Linked DNA regions of Gossypium hirsutum: all the other regions are linked to region 1. Evidence: chromatin contacts called from public Hi-C data. All regions are on one chromosome and are shown on one strand. The core of a region is the stretch at or near the end of the contact, and the rest is flanking DNA. Distances in the headings are between cores, read along the strand shown. Region 1 holds the start of LOC107961635 (DNA cross-link repair protein SNM1). Region 2 holds the start of LOC107963364. Region 3 holds the start of LOC107961624 (phosphoinositide phosphatase SAC3). Region 4 holds the start of LOC107961628 (fatty-acid-binding protein 2).

What was found. Hi-C and Micro-C count contacts between places; a contact is called where the count stands out from the background.
Region 2: a contact with region 1 is called in a Hi-C map of leaf, with 8 times the contacts expected there. The contact joins the promoter of LOC107963364 here to the promoter of LOC107961635 in region 1. A contact is called at or near these places in 10 of 34 Hi-C or Micro-C datasets (callus, hypocotyl, leaf and 1 more).
Region 3: a contact with region 1 is called in a Hi-C map of leaf, with 3 times the contacts expected there. The contact joins the promoter of LOC107961624 here to the promoter of LOC107961635 in region 1. A contact is called at or near these places in 4 of 34 Hi-C or Micro-C datasets (callus and leaf).
Region 4: a contact with region 1 is called in a Hi-C map of leaf, with 2.1 times the contacts expected there. The contact joins the promoter of LOC107961628 here to the promoter of LOC107961635 in region 1. A contact is called at or near these places in 4 of 34 Hi-C or Micro-C datasets (all in leaf).

What each region holds. Positions count from the first base shown.
Region 1 is chrA06:23,809,249-23,814,549 of Gossypium_hirsutum_v2.1, reverse strand. LOC107961635 (DNA cross-link repair protein SNM1) reads right to left here and starts at 3,127. Exons shown (of 10, transcript XM_016897692.2): 1 at 2,250-3,127; 2 at 1,958-2,155; 3 at 1,013-1,417; 4 at 641-704. The coding sequence starts at 2,948. LOC107961634 (a long non-coding RNA gene) reads left to right here and starts at 3,279. Exons shown (of 5, transcript XR_001701330.2): 1 at 3,279-3,635; 2 at 3,941-4,052.
Region 2 is chrA06:24,285,026-24,290,326 of Gossypium_hirsutum_v2.1, reverse strand. LOC107963364 reads left to right here and starts at 2,553. Exons shown (of 2, transcript XM_016899912.2): 1 at 2,553-3,780; 2 at 4,170-4,286. The coding sequence starts at 2,693. The coding sequence ends at 4,224.
Region 3 is chrA06:23,374,644-23,379,944 of Gossypium_hirsutum_v2.1, reverse strand. It overlaps LOC107961624 (phosphoinositide phosphatase SAC3), which reads left to right and starts at 2,968. Exons shown (of 16, transcript XM_016897676.2): 1 at 2,968-3,760; 2 at 3,934-4,138; 3 at 4,233-4,398; 4 at 4,520-4,742; 5 at 4,853-4,929; 6 at 5,094-5,281. The coding sequence starts at 3,647.
Region 4 is chrA06:23,515,494-23,520,794 of Gossypium_hirsutum_v2.1, reverse strand. LOC107961628 (fatty-acid-binding protein 2) reads left to right here and starts at 2,562. Exons shown (of 11, transcript XM_016897681.2): 1 at 2,562-2,758; 2 at 3,316-3,953; 3 at 4,060-4,279; 4 at 4,710-4,785; 5 at 4,892-4,994; 6 at 5,230-5,298. The coding sequence starts at 3,430.

The DNA.
Region 1 (5,301 bases), core at 1,878-4,377:
CCCAATTCAGGGTAATGGACTTGCCGCACTGTCAAATATAAAAACAGAACAGAATAATCATGGATCTGTCCGCACATCAAAGCCAATATACAACAGTGAAAGGTAAATCATTATGGAAAAGATTCTCTTCAGTTAACTTTCACATCAGTAACGAATTTGACTCGTTTACAAAAAAATATACTATAGCAGGTCAGTCTACCCCAAGAGTTTAATTGGGTGTCACTTAGAGACTTGCATTGTTTGTTATTACAGAAATGATAATATAAAAGAAGACATAAAAATAAACACAGAATATAAGAATAAAGTTCTTATCGCTGCAGGTCTGAAACTATTATAAATTCAATTTTAGTTGGCAGGTCTCTGATGGGAATTTATATGAAAAAACAAAGCTGGCTATCTCAATATAAAAGTTTGAAAAGACCAAAAATAAATGACCACCAGAAGAATTGCGTGCATCATACTACATAAAACAAAATTGTAAAACATCGAAAGCCACTTAAGCATGCTATTCATCATATTTGAGTAAAGATATTGCAAAAAAAGGATATGTTGGAAGCTAAGCACCCTATCCTACCACTCGAATAGCATCCTGCTATGTATTTGAGAATATACTGAATGAGAAAATTGTTATTGAACTTACGGTCCATATGGAAGTGCGTGAGAAACCAGTGGGAACAATCTCCTCTAAGGTATTTGAAAGCATCCTGAAAATGTAAATTAGAATAAACTTAAGAAACACCAAAAAAGCATAGGTACCAAAATATGTTAGAGAAAAGTACTAATTTTATCTTCTAAAGCCTGGTTCAGTTAGGTATCAAATAGATCCATAAAAGGAAATATATAATTACAGCTGTACTTAATAAGTGCCAATACATAAGAAACCATGAAACATATAAGGTGCTTGCAAAACAGTGGAATAAAGAGAAATAATAGCTCATGCTGCTGGTAGAATTATTTGCTATTAAGAAGCATTAGCTGAAAGTTATTGTTATTAACAGATACGGCCCATTACCACTCGAAATGGTGTCCCAGGAATGCAACACCATGAAGGAATGTCTTTTAGTTTTCCATTTTTAACATTATTTTTCTGCACAGGTCTTCGACCAGAACTTGATTGTCCTTTGTCAGACCTATCCTGTCCTCTTGTTGGAGTGCAAACTTTCTTCCTATCAGAAACGTAGCCAGGAAAATAATCTGTAATTAACTTGTTTACAGCTGGTTTAGTAGTTTCATCGTCTGCAACATTAGAAAGCTCGGTTTGCATCTTTCTTTTGTTGCTTTTGGCTGATCCTTTTTCATGTCTGGGATGATCCATATGTGGCTCAGCTGCACGTAAGCCTTCTTTTCTGAGTTCACTAAGAGCATGCACAATCTTCTTCCTAGGGCCAAGTGCAGTAACACCTATGCTGAACAAATCCTGCAAAAAGAAGAAAAACGAGGAGAAGGGAGCTTCATCCAGTGAAACAAGCTCTGGCATGTGAAACTTATATGAAATAATAGGAAAAAGAAACATCTATGAAACAACAGCCAACACTACAACAGTACGACAATCTGGGACCTACAAGAAAGATGGCTTCATATTATTCAGAAATAATTAACTAGCTTCCGTGATTTTAGCACAGTACGAAATTTCTAGTCATAAATTTCATATTTTAGCAACTTCTCATGCTTATCGCAAATAGTTTTGTAACAATAATCTCTTTGTTAAATTACCACAATGATAATTTCCGATCCACAAAAATTCTGGTGATATCCACATTCCTAAACCATTTCCTATTCCCGGGTGATGGCATATTGGACCCTATGCCTGTTCTTAATTTTTCTATTATATGCTTATGCAGATATCAAACTTGAAAAGCTAAGTAAGAGGAGAATAATGAAAGTTTTCCAGAGCCGTAAAACATATGGAAGTACTATACTCAATACGAGTATCCAAGAGACAGTCTAAGCAGCATACCTCTTCGGTCAACCACTTTAGAGTGTCCCAATCAACCTCTTCTCGGACAAAAGCTGCGGCATATTTTGCTAAACCAAGACCACTTAACCAATTAACAACAGGGGAGACATCAACAACTTGTCGAGGAGACGAAAGGGGACCATCTACAACCTCAGGAAAGCTATGAAGCTCACTGTCAACACTAGAATGAACAACAACCTACGAATAATCACATGTACAACAGGAAGCCAATTACCACAAAGAAGAGCAAATAAGCATTACTATACCATAGGAAGATGAATATTGAACTTACTCTTGGAGGCGGATTCTCCACCTTGTCGAGACAACCATTGGTGTGAACTAGCCGCTGCTCTTCATTCAAATTCGTAATATCAACCCCACAAAGCGGACACGGAACTGAACCTTTGTCTTCACCATTTCTTTCATTTTCAACTCCATTGTCTTCTTCTTCTTCTCGAGACACTTCTTCTTCTTTTTCTTCCACCTCATCGCATAGCTTAAGTAACTCATCAAGCTCCTCATCTTCCTCGCAAACTTCACGGAATCCCTCGCTTAATTCTGATATCGGCCTTATCAATCTCCACTCTACTGAATTACACATATAACCTTTAGTCAATTCCAATGACTCCATTTTCTTCTCGTCACATTTTCCAGTATCAGATTCCTTATTTTGAGCAGAGGTTGAATCAAAACTAGAATCGATGCTGGAAGGTATTAAATCCAAGCCGCAAATATCGTGAAGATCGGGGAGATCATCGGATCGAGTTGCTGGAATGGCGGAAACGACGGCGTTTTCTTTCCCAGGGTTAGCGGAGTGCTTGCGTTTCTTGAAAGGAGGGTGGGGAGTGTTGGAAGGTTTAAGGGGGGTTTTGTGTGAGGTAGGTTTTAGGGAAGCTGAAAGGGTTTGAGTTGGGGGAATTTGAAAATCGTCGTCGTCGTCGTCGCCGGCAGCGGCGTAGATAAGCTGGGATGCAGTGGATCTTGAGAGCATTGCTCTATGTTGGGGAGAGGACTCAGCGGAGCGTGGCCGAAACGGTAGAGACTGGATTTGAGGAACTCGGGAAGGTTAGGATTTGAATTATTTTCACGGGGCACATTGGAGGGAAAACGGGGCATTCCCTTAAAGGAAAGAACCAAACAAAAATAAGATGGCTACTGCTAAGTCACCGTACCTACCCCATTCAACGTTTTAACTAAAATTTTAAAATATTAGGGGCATGTTTGGTTACAATCCAATTTTGTGGGCCTACCAGAAACCATAGTTTGGTTCAATAGAATGCCTATTACGGGCCTATTCTATTATGTGTTTAAGCATGGAATAGGAGGCATTCTTATTCCGTTTCATCACCACTAAATACGCAATTAATATAAGTCCCGTTTCCATTTTATCCTCCGATTTTCTCACCTCAAAAAGCTCTTACTCAACCTGATCTCAATCCTTACCTCCTTTGCTTCCTTTGTCTCCTACCAGTAGCAATCCTCCCTCAGATAAACCTTTATCTTTTTTGTTATTCCTTTCAATTTCCTCTGCCTCTTTTAGTAACCCTAACAAGACTAGTTCAAAGTCTTGAAAATGGAAATGGCAAATCTATGTTTTACCAAAAGGGTTATCTCCGTCTCCATCTAAATCTCTAATATGCCAAAGATTTTCCCAGATTTGCAATTGATTCATCTGCCTGTAATTATTTTTTCTCCCATTTTGATTTCCTTTTTTTTTCTATTTTTTTCGTTAAATTAGTAGAAATAATAGGTTTCTTTTCAGTAATGGTAAACCATCTAAATTAAATACATTAAATTCTCAAGATCTTATCTTGTTATTATACGAAATCAATTTAGTATATCCTATATAATTTTGAAGATTGATGCTGGTTTTATATTGTTGAACTTTAATGGTGTTATATGGGGCCAAATATAATTGGGAGTGGGGAATGGGAAGTAACGCTTTCGGACAGTTTCTCATAACTAATGTACCCATGTTTGCAGTGGAAACAAATCTACCGTTGTGACAAATACAACTGTAGAGATTAAAGTTCCTGAGAATGTTATTGACTTTGTTTATGGGGAGAATGGTCGCAATCTAGCTCGCTTAAGAGAGGTAACATTTTTTCTTAACTCTTTCTAATTGTTTTATTGGCATTTTTCCAAAAAGATGTCTGGTATAGTATTTAGTTGGTTCGAGTGGTTCTGCTTCTACTTCTATAGAGAGTTATACAATCACCGCCTAAACAACTCAACTGTTTATAGAACTTAATAAAGAACTTAGACAATACTATCTGAGAGAAAATCAAACACCATGAATTTGAGACTAAAAACATGAATTTGATAGAACTTGAAGCTATTGCCTATTTAACTGCTTTTCTTCTTTTATTTTTCAAGCAGTGTACTCTAGTCTAGCCATCTATGCAAGCCTTGCTCTTTAATGACAATAATTTAGTTCTAATCATTTACAAAATGCTCTGTGGTGAATGGCTTATGGATTTCACTGTTTTCTATCATATCTTTCTTCTATTGTCTAGTTTTGAGTTTCTTTTATTACCAGTAATAATAATTTATATTTACTATGATTAGTTGTCTTAGTGATGAGAGTCATGAGCCTCTTATGTTGTTATTTTCACCCTATAGGCTTCATTTTAAGCTGGACTCTTGCTACCATATGGCTCTTAGTGAGCTTGAACCCAGCCTTACAATTCACAAAGTACAATTCAAATTAACCTTCAATAAAAATTTTGGTATTAATTAAGTATGTGTGATACGTAAACTCACTTTCTTGGATTGTTCTCTTAGATATTTTGTTGTAAAACTCTTTAGTTAAAAATAAACTTCTACTCTATATCCTCAATAAAAATTTGGCTAAAGTACATTTAAAATAAGTTGAAAATATCAAGAGTACATGTTTTTGATCAAGTTATATGATCAATTCTTCCGAAATATTTATTAAAGATAAAATAAGCCGAAAATATCAAGAGTACATGTTTTTTAGAAATGATAGGAAACTTCAGTAATTACTATCTGAATGCCAAGCTTAAGAATCTTGCAATGGTTGTTGGGCATTCAGTTTATACAAGCAGTAGTTGTAAGAAAGTTGATAAGGGGGATTCTTGGTTTTTGAAGCCGGAAAATGGATTATGTAATATTGCTTCTTGAATTCGACTATGATCAATGTATGTAATGTGTATATATATAATAGGATTTATTAGTAAATTGGCCCTTGAACTATACTCCAACTCTCATATTAGTTTTTTAAACTAAACTACCAATTTTGTCTCATTTTACCCCCAAAGTGTATGGTATCCAATAAAGAATATGCTGCTTGTCATGTTCTTATTGACTGATATCAAGGGCCA
Region 2 (5,301 bases), core at 1,304-3,803, 480 kb before region 1:
TACATTATAAAACAGTACAAAACTAATACGAAGTATGTTTAGCTATAGTTTACGCATATTGTATAAATTTTCTATTAAGTGTTTTTGAGTTGTAACATCCAATATCTAGATCCGGTGATTCGGGTAGAGTCAAAGGCGTTACAAAATGCGTCGATGACCACAAGTTTTTAAAATCCCTCATATCCGTAGTCATAGGTTTTTATCTAAAGGCTAGAAGGCTTATAGGTGTTTTCAAAACTGTTTAGTATGCACGAATATGAATTAGGAATTGGTAACCAAGTTGTTCAAGGCTACGAATAGATCTTTTAGGAAGAGACAAATACCAATTCTTAGTGTTTCTCCTCAAAGTAGTGGGAAAGGCTCGCATTTAAAAGTGTCAAAGGCTCCTAGGATATTTGTGTAGTCATTATATCACATTAACTGCTCACCTAAGTCTTTATCCCTTTAATAAATTTCTTTGAGGAATTTGAAAGATTGCAACAAGTCAACAATTGTGTTCTCAAGTACAAAGGGGTTATTACAACAAGATAGTCACTCCATGTCCTTCATTAAGCTTTAAAAGCTTGAATGTCTCATCTTAATGCCTCAATTTCATCATGCCAGGCTTGTTGCTGTTGTAAGGGAAAACCTATTCTGTTAAGTATTCTAAGTGTGAGTTATGACCTTGACCTTGAGCATTAAGAGAGGAAACAACCTTATCATGTTGAGTTTGGAACTGAGAGGGGGATTATGACTTGCTCTCAACTCTTTTATTATTTTATTATTTTGCTAGAGTTGTTATTGGTATTGCTGACATTGTTGTTCATACCTCAACTATTGTCGTGTTTTTTGGTCTCTTAAAGCCCTTGTTTATTCTTGTAGTTCTAGAAATTATTGGGAGTAAGAGCTAGGGTTGGAATTAAGTTTTTATGATGTTTGTTCATTAGATGTTGGCATCGGGCATAAGTTTGGTGAAGGAGGAGCAATGTTGTACCTAGGTTGTGGACGATACTAGCTTTCATGAATGTCATTATAGGGGTTTTAAGGATGTGTTGAGTGAGGATTGTATGTTTGGCCAACAAGCTAGGTAGTAGGATTGGAGGGTACAATGGGTTTTCCAAGGATGGTTCCCTCATGATGAACCATATTGTCCATACTCACCACATCAATTGTCGATGATTATAAAAAGGTAAAAAAAAAGGATGACAGTTCACACAATGGAGAAGTATTGAGAGCCGTTGGAAGAGGATAATAAAAGAGTATATAGCATAGGGTGGATGATTGAAGAAGAAGACCTCTACCAAGACTAAGAATAGGTATTTATAGGCGAAGGTGATCATTCTTTAGCCTTAGATCTAGACACGTGGATTGTGCTAGTGTTGTTGTGGTTGGCTACTTAGGGAGTATAATAGACGTTAATGAGATTGACATAGAGCAGATAAAACCCCACGTGTGTTTCATGCAAAGGAAACTAAACACATATCCTTCACAAGGTGGACCAAAAACATGTAAATGTGTCGAGCGTGGATACATCTACGAGGGACATAGTTGTTTTGCATAAACGATGTTGGGACCAGACGAAGTAAAGGTGACGAGGTATTTATTACAAAAATCATGTGTAAATTCTACACAAATATAAAATAAACATAATATCTATTATTGACAGCAGTAACAATGTCTCTTACTCCATGTTTTATTTTCACTATTATTGGCGCCAGAAAGGGTTGAATAAAAACCACAGAAGCCATATCTTAGACGCTGCTAGCCACCTGCAATTGGAGTAAAAGTATTGATGATGGAGACGATGGTATGGAAAATTCTTGTCTTTTAACTTTCTGAACAACGTCTTCAGAAAGGGTCTAAAAATCTTGTCCATCTCTTTGTTTTTAAACAGCAAAATATTGGAAATTTTCTCCTATTTTTCCAAAATATAAAAAAAGGCTACATTACAACAGTAATGGAGATTCCTTTGTCAGTCATCTCTTGTAGTTGTAGTATTAAGACTTTTGGAAGTGTAGGTTCTTCACAGGCATAGCCTGGTCCCATCGTACTTTCAGACAAGATACCAGAATAACCCTTGCTTTTGCCCTAAAATTCCCTCACATACATATATCACCGGTTAAAATGAAGAAATTACATGCTAAAATATCAATCCAATTTACCCAAGAGAAGAAGAGACCATTTGCTGAATCCTGCCTAGTAATTCAGAAGCTGTCCCCTTTGACATAATGAGGATCAACAGCAACCAAATCCTTCTATGTAATAAAATATATTTAAGCTTCATCATCGCATTTCTGTTTCTTTTGTCTTTTTTTAGACACATGCAAGTAAGATAAAAGCATATGAAACCCCAGTGTATTATTAAGTGGGACTGCGGGATTGATCTTCCCAGGCATGAATGAAATGTAAATGTAGTTGAAAGAGGAGGGCAGTTTAGTAAAGGAAAGTAGTAAGCCTAAAACAAACATGTAAATAAAGGGTAACAAGTGTTGATTGCCAAAACAAGGAAAAATCCAAAACAATTTACAAACCCTAGGTCAGCTTGTATTTATAACACCCCCTTCCTTTGTGAAACTTCAGTCTCCTGCACCTCTCTCTGCATTTCTGTACATTGCCTTTTAGATTTTTTGAGGAAAAAATAACACCCCCATGATCTTTCAAACCACCTTTCTCTTTCTACGGTACTAAGTTGGAAAAAAAATAAAAGTTAGATATGAAGGGTCGATGTTCCAAGCAAGAAGCAAAAGAAGGAATGGAAATTGATAGAATTAGAAACAGTCACAAAGATGAGACTCCTCAGCTGTCTGGTGCTTACATTCGTAGCCTGGTTAAACAACTCACCACTTCCAGAAGTGCCAAAGACCCTGATTGCGTTAATGGCCAAATTTTGAGCAAATTTGGTGAGGGTTTTAGTGCTACACCACAGACACAGAGCCAGGTGGAACCAAACCCACCACCTAAACAACTAAAGAAACAGGTTCGGAGGAGATTTCATACCCGCAGGCCTTACCAACAAAGGATGCTTAACATGGCTGAAGCTAGGAGAGAAATTGTCACTGCACTCAAGTTCCACAGAGCTGCCATGAAACAAGCCAATGAACAGCAACAAGAAGAGCAATCATCACGGTCGCTTCAGCCTTCTCCTTCATTCCCACAACCTTTTGAGCAAGAACCAAAAACAAACAACTTGTCTACCTATAATTTAGACTATATTTCCCATTCCTATAGTTGGCCTCCTTCTTCTCCAAGTCCTTTTACATCCACTGCACACACTTTGAACCTACCAGACCAAACCCTAGGTCTAAACCTTAACTTTCAGGATTTCAACATAGACTCCAACCTTTACCATAACAGTAATAACCCATCAATCTACTCATCTTCATCATCCTCATCTTCCCCAACTCTATCAGTTGTAACTGAAGATGTGCCTTCAGTTGCAGTGTCACATGAAGTGGGGCCTGGGACTATGGCCGATTCAACAGCATCCTACGGTGGGGGAGGCCTGCATCAAGCTATGGACGATGAGGGAATGGCGGAGATGAGATCATTAGGAGAGAAGCATCAAATAGAGTGGAATGACACTGTGAATTTGGTAACATCAGCATGGTGGTTCAAGTTCTTGAAGAGTATGGAAGATGGGAATGAAGTGAAAGGTGAGGATGATGGGTACCACCAACCATTTGATCAAGTCATGGAACTCCCTGCCTGGTTGAATGCAAATGACTGTGGCTTGCAGCACCACCATTTCAATAATCTTTTCCCAGATTCTTACTTCCAGGATTCTGATTCTGCCTTACCTTGGTAAGTACCCAGATTTTCAAAAACATAAAACAAGTGTTTCAGAACGTATAAATTACGATTTTTTCACCATGCTCATTCATACATTGGAAATTTAGAAACTCTCTCAAATTGGATCTAATTGAGGGTCAAAATTTGGTAAAATGCAGTAATTTACCTGATTCTTACCAAGAAAAGAGTCAAATTTGCCTCGTTTTCTGTAAAACATAATAAAGTTGCACCCAATGGATGCCGTGCCTTCATGCTTACAAAAGCTTCTGGCTGTAAGAGCCCAAAAAGGCCCATTAAAGCTTAACGCATGGGCTTTTCTTAAGAAATTGAGTGAAATAGATCAGTCCTTGAGATTTTTTTTAAAATTTTGTTTTATTGATATGTATTGTTGTGATTCACAGCATGAATATTGGAGAAATTGAAGGAATTGATGGGGATTGGCATTGGCTGGCTTAATTCACAAGGATTGTTTACGTTTTTAATTAAGCAATAGCATCTCACCTCCCTTTTGTTTTTTATTTTGATTAAGTCCCTTTCTCCCATACTTTTTTATTTTTATTTTTTCTTTTTACCTCTAGTACTTTTAGAGATATCTCAATGTAAAAAAGAAAAAAAAATTAGAAAAGGTGGCAAGTGGCAAAGCCATTGAAGAAAATAACATAAAATGTCGGTATCAAGTATCAAGAGAGGAGTTTGCTTTTTGCACTAAATTTTCCAACACCAACAATTTTCTTTGTATTTTTCTCATCTTCTCTTCTTCTAGTTTTCCAGCTCACCTGCATGCGATTTCCCTATGGAAAATTATTATTTGGTTATTTATAAATGATATTATATGTAATTTGCGAAAATGGAAGAGATATGTAATTTCGGTTATTGATTAATTTTATACCTATTAATTGCAATAAAATATTAAAGATTACATACAGTAACTTTAATTCACTTGTTTCCTCGGTTTATAGTGAAAATGGCATAAATGTGATGCTTTATTCAAGAGTTAGAATATCGGATTAAGTCCAAATTTTTGCACCAAATTTGAGATTTTTCAACAAAATTATTAAATCTGATATAAAAAAAAATTATTTTAACATGTAAGATTCAAAGTTTGAGTTCAACTCAAGCCTACTCATGTTGCAAGTTTATAATATAATATATTATTTATATAATATAAAATTAATAATACATAAAATTAAATTAATAATAATATATTATAATGTAAATACTAAAAAAATATGCTTAGTTACTTATATTTAAAATTTTAATAAATAAAAAAATATTAAATTATTAAATATTAAATATTAATTAAAATTAATATAAATATTTTTAAAAAATAACAAATAATATAAGTTTACTTAAAATGGACTTGAGTTAGTAATTTACAAATATAAATAAATATAGTAAAATTTTGAGGCCTATATTTCAGATTGTGCTAGGTTTGAGTAAACAGAGAATGTGTTACTATCACACATAAGCTCGGTCAGAACCCAATCTAACCCACAAACACATCTAGTAAAACATAGGCTTATTCAATGGTGC
Region 3 (5,301 bases), core at 1,719-4,218, 430 kb after region 1:
AGTTTTATCTCTTGAGATAAAAAAAAACACTTAAATTAAATAGTACTTATCTTATCCATAAATGCCATATAAGAATATAGATTTAAATCCTACTAAAAAAAATATTTGAAGAAGCGTATTTACTCCTTTAATCCCTTAAAACTTTAATAGGGTTAAAAGAGAAAAAACTTCAAATATAATATTCAAAAGTTGAAGTAATAATAGAAGTAGAAAATGGAAAGAACCAAACCATTAATAATCCAAAATCTGGGAAAAGGCGTTGAAAATGGAGAAAATGTGACACCAAACATAATTTTGTGCATAATTATAGGAAGAAGAAGATAATTAAGGATTTTGTGTTTCTTTAATTGAAGTATCAAATTGAAAAGCAAGATTTGAACTGTGGTGCTTTAGGCCACCCGGACCTCTGATTCTTGTGAATTTATAGCTACATATATTTTTCCATCTAAGTTGATAACGAAATACGGGCAGCCTTGAATTTGCATCTTTCCTGTAGATTGACAGTTATGGGATCAAAACATCAACAGTTAGAACAGCATTTTATTGCATTATTATTAATCAAAAAATAAAAATATACTAAATTAGGGTTAATTGTAGTTTTGATCTTTAAACTTCAAAACATCTTAATTAAATATTTAAGAATCAATATTGTATCGATTATGACTTCTATTAACTTTCTTAAAAATATATTGATCAAATTTTCAATACATACATAAATATCTTGGATCTCACAAGTCTAAAAAAAAGAAAAATGCCTTAAACTTTAATGATACTATTTTATTTTTAATCTGTTAAATCTAAATTGTTCATTGTGCATGTAATGCAAATATTCTCTACATTTAATTCCTAACTGATATCTATACTGATAAATAAAAAGGATTAAATTGATATAATGTCGATATTTTATAAATTCAATTAGAAATTTAACTACTTGTGGTGGAATTAATTAAGCCATGACTTAATTATTTGAACACAAGGCAACAGGGTGGGTGGGTGGCAGGAAAGTCAAATAGAAAAGGACGCTTTTTAGAGTCCAGATGAACTGAGTGAGGGCGTCCGAGTCACATGCTTTTGGTGGTTACGTCACGCATAAAGGTAATTAAAAAATAGAAAAATGCTGATGGAGCCACGTCACACATTTGATTAAATCACCAACTGCAGACCATTGTTCCAAGTCCAATGGAAAGCAAGCAAGCTGGCTTTGCCAAAAGTAACCCCATGCCTTAACCACCCTTTTTACCTTTTTTATTTTATTTTATATCAATCATTTCCAATGTGACGTAAAAACTATATATGTGAAAACATATGAATATCTTTATCATGGATTATCATTTTTAGATTTCTATTTACTTTATTAACCTCTTTTTTTATTCGATTAATTACTTTTAAATTGTATATATTCATATGAAGATAAAAATAAATCAAATTTTAAAGATTTTGCAAACAAATAAAACATTAAATTTAACCAATTGAGTCTTTAACTTGGTTGTTAATATAGGAAGATGTTCTAGCTATATTGCATAAAAAAATATAATCAGAATCTATAATAAAATTATTTAAAAATAAAAAAAATATTAAATTTATAATAATTAAGTATAAATGTTATGCATAGATAATTTTTTAAATATTTAATATTTAAGTTTGAGTTTGTATAAATATTCTACAATTTTTTTCTAATTTAGTTTCGAATAAATTTTGATTATAATTTAGTTGTATTTTATATTAAGTTTATATTTATTTTAATGGATGGGATGTATATTATTAGTGATTGTATTCTTAGACTTCTTCAATAATAATAGTTAAAATAATAATAATACAAATTGACATAATGATAAATTTAGTTTTAATGTTTATAATATTTGTCAATTTGGTTCTTCTTATTATTTTAGCTTAATTTGTCGTTAACAATGTTAAAAATAGTTAAATTATATTTTTAACAAAAATACTAATTAAAATGTCAAATTTTTAACGATGTTAGCGTGATGGCCCACATGATAGTTTATGTGTACTTGACAGTCCAACAAATAATTTAAAAACAATAAACATATTCAATTTTTTAAAAATAAATTGTAAAATTTCAAAAAATTAGCATCAAGTACATGTGAATTGCTATACAGGCTTCCATGTTTAAAAATTAAAAATTTAAAGTTTTAATCAAGATTTTTGTTAAAAAAATATTCGACTCTCTTAAAAAGATTGATCATCAAATTCAACTTTTTATACAAGATTGAGGGCCAAATTGTTTTTTAAAAGTGGCAAAAAAATATAAAACTTAAGGGTGAAATTTATCAATTTTCCTTAAAATTCAAAATTTAACTATTTAATCAACTATTTCAATTTAACAATGGAAGTCTAATTGATATGATAGTAAAAAAAAAAATCCCTTAAATTAGATGAGTAAGTACTTTTATATTTCATATTCAAGATTCATTACTATCCATCCTTCTAACAATGTCATCTCTAATGTTCGAACTTAAATTTTTCCTTTAAAAGTGTAATGTGCCTTAGTATTACACCCAACCACTTGTTGATAACTTTAATTACTTTTTTCTAAAATATTATTCATAATTTTCTATTACTAAACATGACATAAGAATTACAATGCTAGTTAAACAAGTTCTAGAAAATTAGAATTTATTAAATAAGAAAAGAGAATGTAAGTAGTGTATTAGAATTTATTAAATAACAAAAGAGAATGTTAAGTAGTGTACAAACACACCACTAACTAGTGTTAAAAACCAAGATTCAAAATAAAGATGTTTACATTTCAAATTGAACATTGGATGCATGGGATTTAAAAAATACACATAATCGCAATCAAAACTGAAAAGACTAAATTTAAAATGTGTGAGAAGTAGAGGGAGTGAAAGCAAAAGTAGAGGGATGCACAAGGGTGGAAGAGGGAAATAATATAATTAATTAATTAGGCTTTTCTTGATGTAGTTTTAAACACGACATCATCATGATTAAGAGGAAATTAAAAAAAAAAAAAAAGGAAAAAGGAAACCCAGCTCCTACATCACTAATATTAACCTAGCAGCTACCTTTTCATCTAAAATAAAAATAAACTCTAAATCTCGATCTTCCCTTCTTTTATAAACTTCCAATTTTATTTTTAGCCCGCTGCACAGAAGAAAAAACGATAAGATTCCCGTTTTTATATGTTAAAATGATATATAAATACAATCTTGTTTAATTTTATTTTCGATCTCTGCAATTACGGCCCTGATTGGAGAAAGATCACAAATCATGTCGAATTTGGGGTAAATTCGGCGTTTGACATTTGGATGTGAAGGGGAAGATAATTGGAGTTAGGGATTAAGGAAAGGTCGGTCAAACGTCCTTAGCCAGGTCTCCTGAGTTTCCCGTTTTCTTGTTGCTTCTTTCGATTTCAAAAGAAGATGCTGTATTTGAAGCAGCCAAGCTCCATTATTTGCAAAGGAGGACCGATTGTGGTTTGGCAAGAATAAGGCAAATTTCCGTATTGAGGTATGGATTTTTCTCTCAACGTAAACCAAAGGTAAATAGCGAGAAAGTTCCATCGTTAGTGCATGCTCTTCTGATAAATTCCCTGAGCCTGGGGCTCGGGGGGGAGATCTGAACCTGAAATTGAAAAATAACAACGGTGAGGAAAAAGAAGCTTACCATGGAATCCTCCGCTGCAAAATATTGCTGCGATAACATTGACAATCATGAGAGCTCCTCCCAATCTCAAACTTCTACATGTATGCAGAAATTCAGACTCTACGAAACTCGATCGGTAATTTTTTCTTTCATTTCTGTTTTTTAATTTTTTTTATTGTTTATTTGTTTGCTTTGAGCTCATTGTGATATCTTTAATTTTCGTTGTTATCAACTTGATTTTGATGTAATTTTACTTAAGTAGATTTGTTTTGATGTTGAACTTATTTTTATTTTGGTGTTTGTGTACAGAACTTTTATATGATTGGAAGGGATAAGAGTAGAACTTATTGGAGAGTGTTAAAGATAGACCGGCTTGATCCTTCCGAGCTGAACATTCGGGAAGACTCTACCACGTATACAGAGAGTGAATGCTCTGAGTTGTTGAGGCGGATACATGAAGGAAATATATCCACCGGTGGATTGAGATTCGTTACAATTTGTTATGGCATTGTTGGTATGGATGTTGAAATTAGGTTATGGTTTTAGGAGACTATTAATTTTATTCAAATGTTGTTAATCTAATACGTAAAAATTGTTCCATGTTTTAGGGTTTATTAAATTTTTGGGGCCTTATTATATGCTGCTTATTACAAAAAGAAGGCAGATTGGCTCAATTCGCGGTCATAACGTATATGCGGTTTCAAAGACTGAGATGATTCCTGTCCCAAATGCAACTGTTAATTCAAGCATTGTTGACTCTAAGGATGAGAATAGGTCTTCTTCTTTTCTGTTTGCTAATACACTTTGTTTCCATTTTTCAAACAAAGTGCCTTTTCTATTGTGCATTTTGCATTTAGTTTTTAATTCGATATTACTTGTTTTGTCTTTTGTTTAGATACAAGAAGCTCTTATGCACGGTTGATCTGACAAAGGACTTCTTCTTCAGCTATTCATACCATGTCATGCTTAGTCTTCAAAAGAACTTGTGTAATAATGAACCAGGTCAGGTTCTTTATGAGACCATGTTTGTGTGGAATGAGTTCCTAACTCGAGGGATACGCAATCACCTCCAGAATACTTTATGGACAGTTGCATTGGTGTATGGCTTCTTTAAGCAGGTTAAGGACAGTCCTCATTTTAAGTTATCGTTAGCTAATTTTTTATTTCCTGTTGTGCATATTAATGGATTATTAGCTTCATAGTTTGACATTGGGCTACATGAATATAGGCCACACTTTCTGTATCTGGAAGGGACTTCAAACTGACGCTTATTTCAAGACGCTCCCGTCACTATGCTGGTACCAGGTAAGAAAGTTGTCCCCCATTAAGGGGAAAAAGCTTAGTTTTGTTATTGTAGAGCGCTATGAGATGCAATTTAACTTGGTTATCCTTAATACCGTTGTTATTTTCTGTAACATAGTTATGGGTTGAAACTGCTTGTCTGCATGTGCATACAATTATTTTTGTAGGTATCTAAAACGAGGAGTAAATGAAAAAGGCAGAGTAGCTAATGATGTTGAGACAGAGCAGATTGTCTTCGAGGATGTCCCTGATGGGCTTCCTGCGGAAATAACTTCTGTTGTCCAGAACCGAGGCTCAATTCCGCTCTTTTGGTCACAAGAAACCTCACGATTGAATCTTAAACCAGATATCATATGTACGTGCTTGTAATTGTTG
Region 4 (5,301 bases), core at 1,313-3,812, 290 kb after region 1:
AATTTTTCATAGCAGGCACAAAATTATTGTACATCCTCAATAATGTAATTCTAATTTTCAGAGGCAAATCTAGGCTCCAAAGGTTTTTTTTTAATTTTTTTGTAAAATTGATTGTCTTAGTTGTAAAGTGATAACAACCGAACTTGTTTAGTCAAATGTGTAAAGTTTTGTACTTGAACTGATTCTATGTACCAATTTGAACATTGAAATAAAATTTAGGTGTCAAAAGGTATAATTACCTTAAAAAATAAAAGTTATTTTTTGGAGTTTACAAGTATTTTTAGGAGTTTACAAGTAAAATTATAAATATAATAATAAATACAAGAAAAGTACAAACCACAAATAATAAACATTCGATTAACTAGAACTAGAATCCACTTAATTTAAAGCACAATTGACTAAAATTAGAATATATCCGAACTTAAAAGAAGAATAAATCTAGATATGCCCACATATGGTAGGACTTAACCTAGAATAATATGATGGTTAAAATATATTCCAAGTCTCTGTACTCTTTGTATGTTTGAAAGTTAGTCTATCTATTTTTATTTTCATGAATTTAGTTTCATTTTAGAAATTTAGTCCATCAATTTCTTAAATTTCAAAATTCAGGTCCAATTGTTAACATCATTAAAATTCTTTTGTTAAATTTACCGGTGTAACATTTTGAAATAGAAAAAAAAATACTTACTTAGTAGCTACGTAACGAAAATGAATGATGTTGAATTGAGTATGAATTTAATAGAATAATTTTAACAATATTAATAATAAAGCTTACAATTAAAAATCTGAAAAGTGAAGGGGTTAAATTCAAAATGTATGAAGAGTACTTGAAGCATATTTTAATATATTATGAAGGAAAACTCATAATTGGCATTAGCACATAGTGTGACCCAAACATGAGCACACAAGGTCACATGGTCTTAGCCTTTGCCAATACTACTAAATCCTCATTGGCATAAAATAACTTTTATTTGTTTCTTTTAAGGTTTTTTTACCGAAATAATATAAAATAATTAAATAAATATTGAAATGGGTTACAGGCAGTAATATTTACGAATCTAGGCAGAAACTACCATAAAAAACTTGTGTCGCTTGACCAATTGACTGCACCTCTCTCCCCAGCCACCGGTCACATCAGGTTTTAAAAAAATATAATTTTTTATGGGTGCCACTTGGTCAATTGGCGGCACTGAACTAAAATATGATGACCTAAAATATTTAGGGACCTAATATGTAAATTTACCATTTTGATTGAAAAGCTTTAAGGATGTCACCTGACAGGTTGGCGGCACCAAACTTCAAAAGGGTAAATTGCTTAATAACCTCTTCTTATTTATTTTCTTTTACTTTCCTTCAACACCAAAAACAGATAGGCTTATTACCAATTAGTCCAAAAAGTTTTTTCTATTAAAAAGTTTTTTTTTGTAAAAAAGCCGATTTCAATTGGAAATAAATTTCATTTATTTTTCGAAAAGTATTTTTTTTAAATTATTTTATTCTAGTTCGAATAATTTTTCGAAAAATAATTTTACAAAAAAATTATTTGAACAAAAAAATTATGTTTTAAAAAATAAATAAAATATATTTCTAGTTGGAATCAACTTTTTACAAAAATACTTTTTAGTAAAAAAATATTTTGGACTAACCGATAAGAGGCTTTTCTATTTTTTGTGTTGAAGGAAAATAAAAAGAAATAATAAGCAAGAAGGGTTTATGATGAAATTTATCCTATTTGAAGTTTGGTGTTAGTGGCACCTTTAAAGATTTTCAATCAAAATGAAAAATTTACATATCAGGCCCCTAAATATTTTAGGTCATTGCATTTCAGTTCGGTGCCTTTGATTGACCAGCACCCATAAAAAATATTAATTTTTTAAAAATTTGATGTGACCGGTGACTGGAGAGAGGGCTGCCGCTGATAGGTCAGACTGCACTGATTTTTAACTGTAGCTCATACCTAGATTAATAAATATTACTGCCTTTATCCCATTTCAATATTTATTTAATTATTTTATATTACTTAAGTAAAAAAAAACCCTTACTTTTAAAGAGTTTACAAATATAATACAAATATAAATCACAAGTAATATATGTTGGATGAATTAGAACTAAAACAAAATCAAAACAAAGCAGAGACAAGCTAAAAATTAAAATATATTGATACCTAAATTACAATAAAATTGTAGAAACGTATACATAATAAAATTTAAACCCAAAATAAAATATTAAAACAAAAACCTACATATAACATTTACCCCCACTTAAAACCTTTAATATTGCGTTATCTAACATTACTAAAACGAAATAATATCTAAAAATGAAATCTATGCATAGTTGGTGAACTTTATTTGTTTAAATAATATCTAAAAAAGAAAAGGGTTAATTGCAATACTAGAAACATTAGAGTTGGAACCCTCACTAGTTAATTAATTGAGTGGGAAATTGTTACAATATAAAGTGGGGGCCAAACCGTCACCGTCACCAAAAAGTTCAAAATAAAGAAATAAAATTTTTATTAATTTTCCACTTTTGTCCTTCCCATAGCTTTGAATCACTGTGACTTCGTTTTCTTCACCTTTTGCCTATTTTTTTCCCCTTAACACAGCATATTCCTTTCTCTCTCCCATCAAATAAAAACCTCCTTGAAAAACTAACGAAAGAAATTTTTTTTTTTGGAAAAAATAACCCTAATTTCCGTCTCCCTAATCTGAATCTCTTGATCTCCACATGCAATTTTCTTTCCTTGTGATTTAAGGTGCGTTCTTCAGGTATCATTTTCTTTGCATTTTCGGTTTTCTTTTTTATGAAATTTTTGATCCAAAAGAAAAAAAAAAGAAGTTTGTTAAATTTTGCAGTTTTCAACTTTTTTTTTCTTTTCACCTATTTTTCTCGAAAATTTTGTTGATGTTTCCTGTAAAGAATTTATTTAGAATTATTTACCTTTTATTTTATTTTTTGGTTGCATTTGATGAATTTCTTGTTAGCATTGCTTCTGGTGATTACCTTCCTTATTTTACGGCTATATTTTTTTTTGCTCATTTTCTAGGAACAAAGATTACTTCTATTAATTATAAAAAGGAAAAATATTACCTTTCATTGTACTGAATGTTAAATGAATTGATTTATTCATTTTTATTCAAAAATACATTGTTGGTTCCTTTGGCTTCTCAATTATTTATGCTTAGGTTTTGTACGTTTTTACTATTATTATTATTCTTCTCATCAAAGGGTAATTCTATTTACTAAATGCTTCCTTGTTCTTAATGGATCATAATTGAATTCTAATTGGATCATCATTTTCTTTCTCTGAAGGTCCTTTTTTCTCTAAGGGTGGTAAACTTTACCACCCAATTTGCTCAGTTCAGAAAAAAAAAGGAAAAAAAAGGTTAAGATTTCTGGATTGGGCATATAGCTGAAGTCCAAAGTATGCGGAATACTTGGTTGTTTTTCATGGATTTAGATGGAGGAGGGTCTCCATATATTTTTCCCTTGGAGCCCTTTGTTTCTTATGGTTTTGGAGCTCACTTGTTTTCGCAGTTTAGTTCGTTTCTTGACAGCTCTTTGTACCATTCTAAACATTTGTATGTACCTGGTAGTCTCACATTTCGAGAAGCTTTTAGTTGTATGTCGAAGTTTACAGGGGCTATACTGTTTTGGTTCTCTAGTATGTCAACTTCGAAGTTGAGTAGGGATATATCATCTGGTAATCAATGTGGTTTGGAATCTAGGAGTTGTGAATCTTCAGCTCTGGTTAAGCACCTATTTTCTTGTAAGAATAATCTTGCTGGATGTCGGTTTGCCTCTGATTCAAGAGGCCTATTTGGCACCCCTCTTGTTTTTGGTAAAATTTCGAGTTTTGCAATGAGAAGCTTCTTTGGAGAAGCAGAAGCACTCCGACACATTCCTTTGCTATCATTAGCTGCAGCTTTGATACCACCATTAGACAACTTGTAAGGTTTTTTATCTCACAAATTACATTGTCTTTGACCTTTCTTTGTTGTGTTTGTCTGTTCACATGGTTTTCTTTGATTGAGCTGTTTGATTTAATGTGATCAGATCTTCAAAGGTACTAGCTGTTCCACTTGATAACACTGAACTTCAAATGCAAGAACTCATGGATCGAAGGCCTTGTGAAGTCGGTCAAGGATGTGGCAGTCTATCTTTTCTAGATTTGAACCGAAGACGACTTGCTATTGAACCCAGAACTGGCATTGAGTTCCCAACTATATTGGATAACATGTTAGATACACAGAATAATTCTAGTTTAGCTTCCGAGGTAAAACATTGTGGACATTGCTGCTGCTAGTCTGACATTCCGTAACCCACTCTGTATCAATCATCTGTGATATGCTTTTTTTTTTCTGTTTCTCTTGCATCAGTTAAGCAGCCTATTTATATTTTAATATATTCACAATGTAGGTTTATGTGCTCTCTGGAAACTTATTTCTTTTTTAAAATGCTCTTAGCCATTTGCTTTCCATGGTTGCTTAGATGCATTATGGACACCTTTGTTGAAAATTTAAACCAACCAATTTTAAAGTTTCCATAGGTTGGCCATGGAATTTGAATCACAAAACATCATTAGGTCAAGCTTGAATAGTCACACTGGGGACTTGCATCACTTTAACATGATCTGGTCATTCTTTACATGTTGGCGGTTCTTGTTTCTTTTTACAATAACTTAGACCATGTCTCTATGCTTTTAGGTGCTTGTTGGTACTGGATCAAGAACCATGAAGATCATCAAAATTAAGTCTCTGAAGGTGTATGCATTTGGTTTTTGTAAGTGCTTGTGGATTTTGCTTCATTCCTCCTACCTTGTGTTATTAATGACGTGCTTTTCCTAGTGCTTCAACTACTTATTCTTGATTTTCCTTTCCCCTTATAGATATTCATCCATACTCTGTTTGCAAGAAATTGGGTGCAAAGTATGCCTCTATTCCAGTGGATGAACTGAACAAACACAATGACTTTTATCAGGATCTTCTTAGGTACTTAAGAATTTCCATGCTCAAGACAGTTTGTTTAGAAGTTTAACTGCTCCAAAATGCCAATCAAGGCTCTATTGAGGACTTGGAACATTCATAAACTGTGTGTTCAACTTCAAAGCCATGAGTTGGCATGGATTTCAAGCTCAGTCTTGTTTTCTTGTTCCCTTTTTGTCTATGCAGACTGAAGTCTTTTCTTTGCCTATTTTCTTATGGTGCTTTTTCTATATGTGTGTAGCGAGGATATTGGTATGACTGTAAGGCTAGTTGTTAACTGCAATGGGATGAAAGTCAATACAGTAAGAGAGTA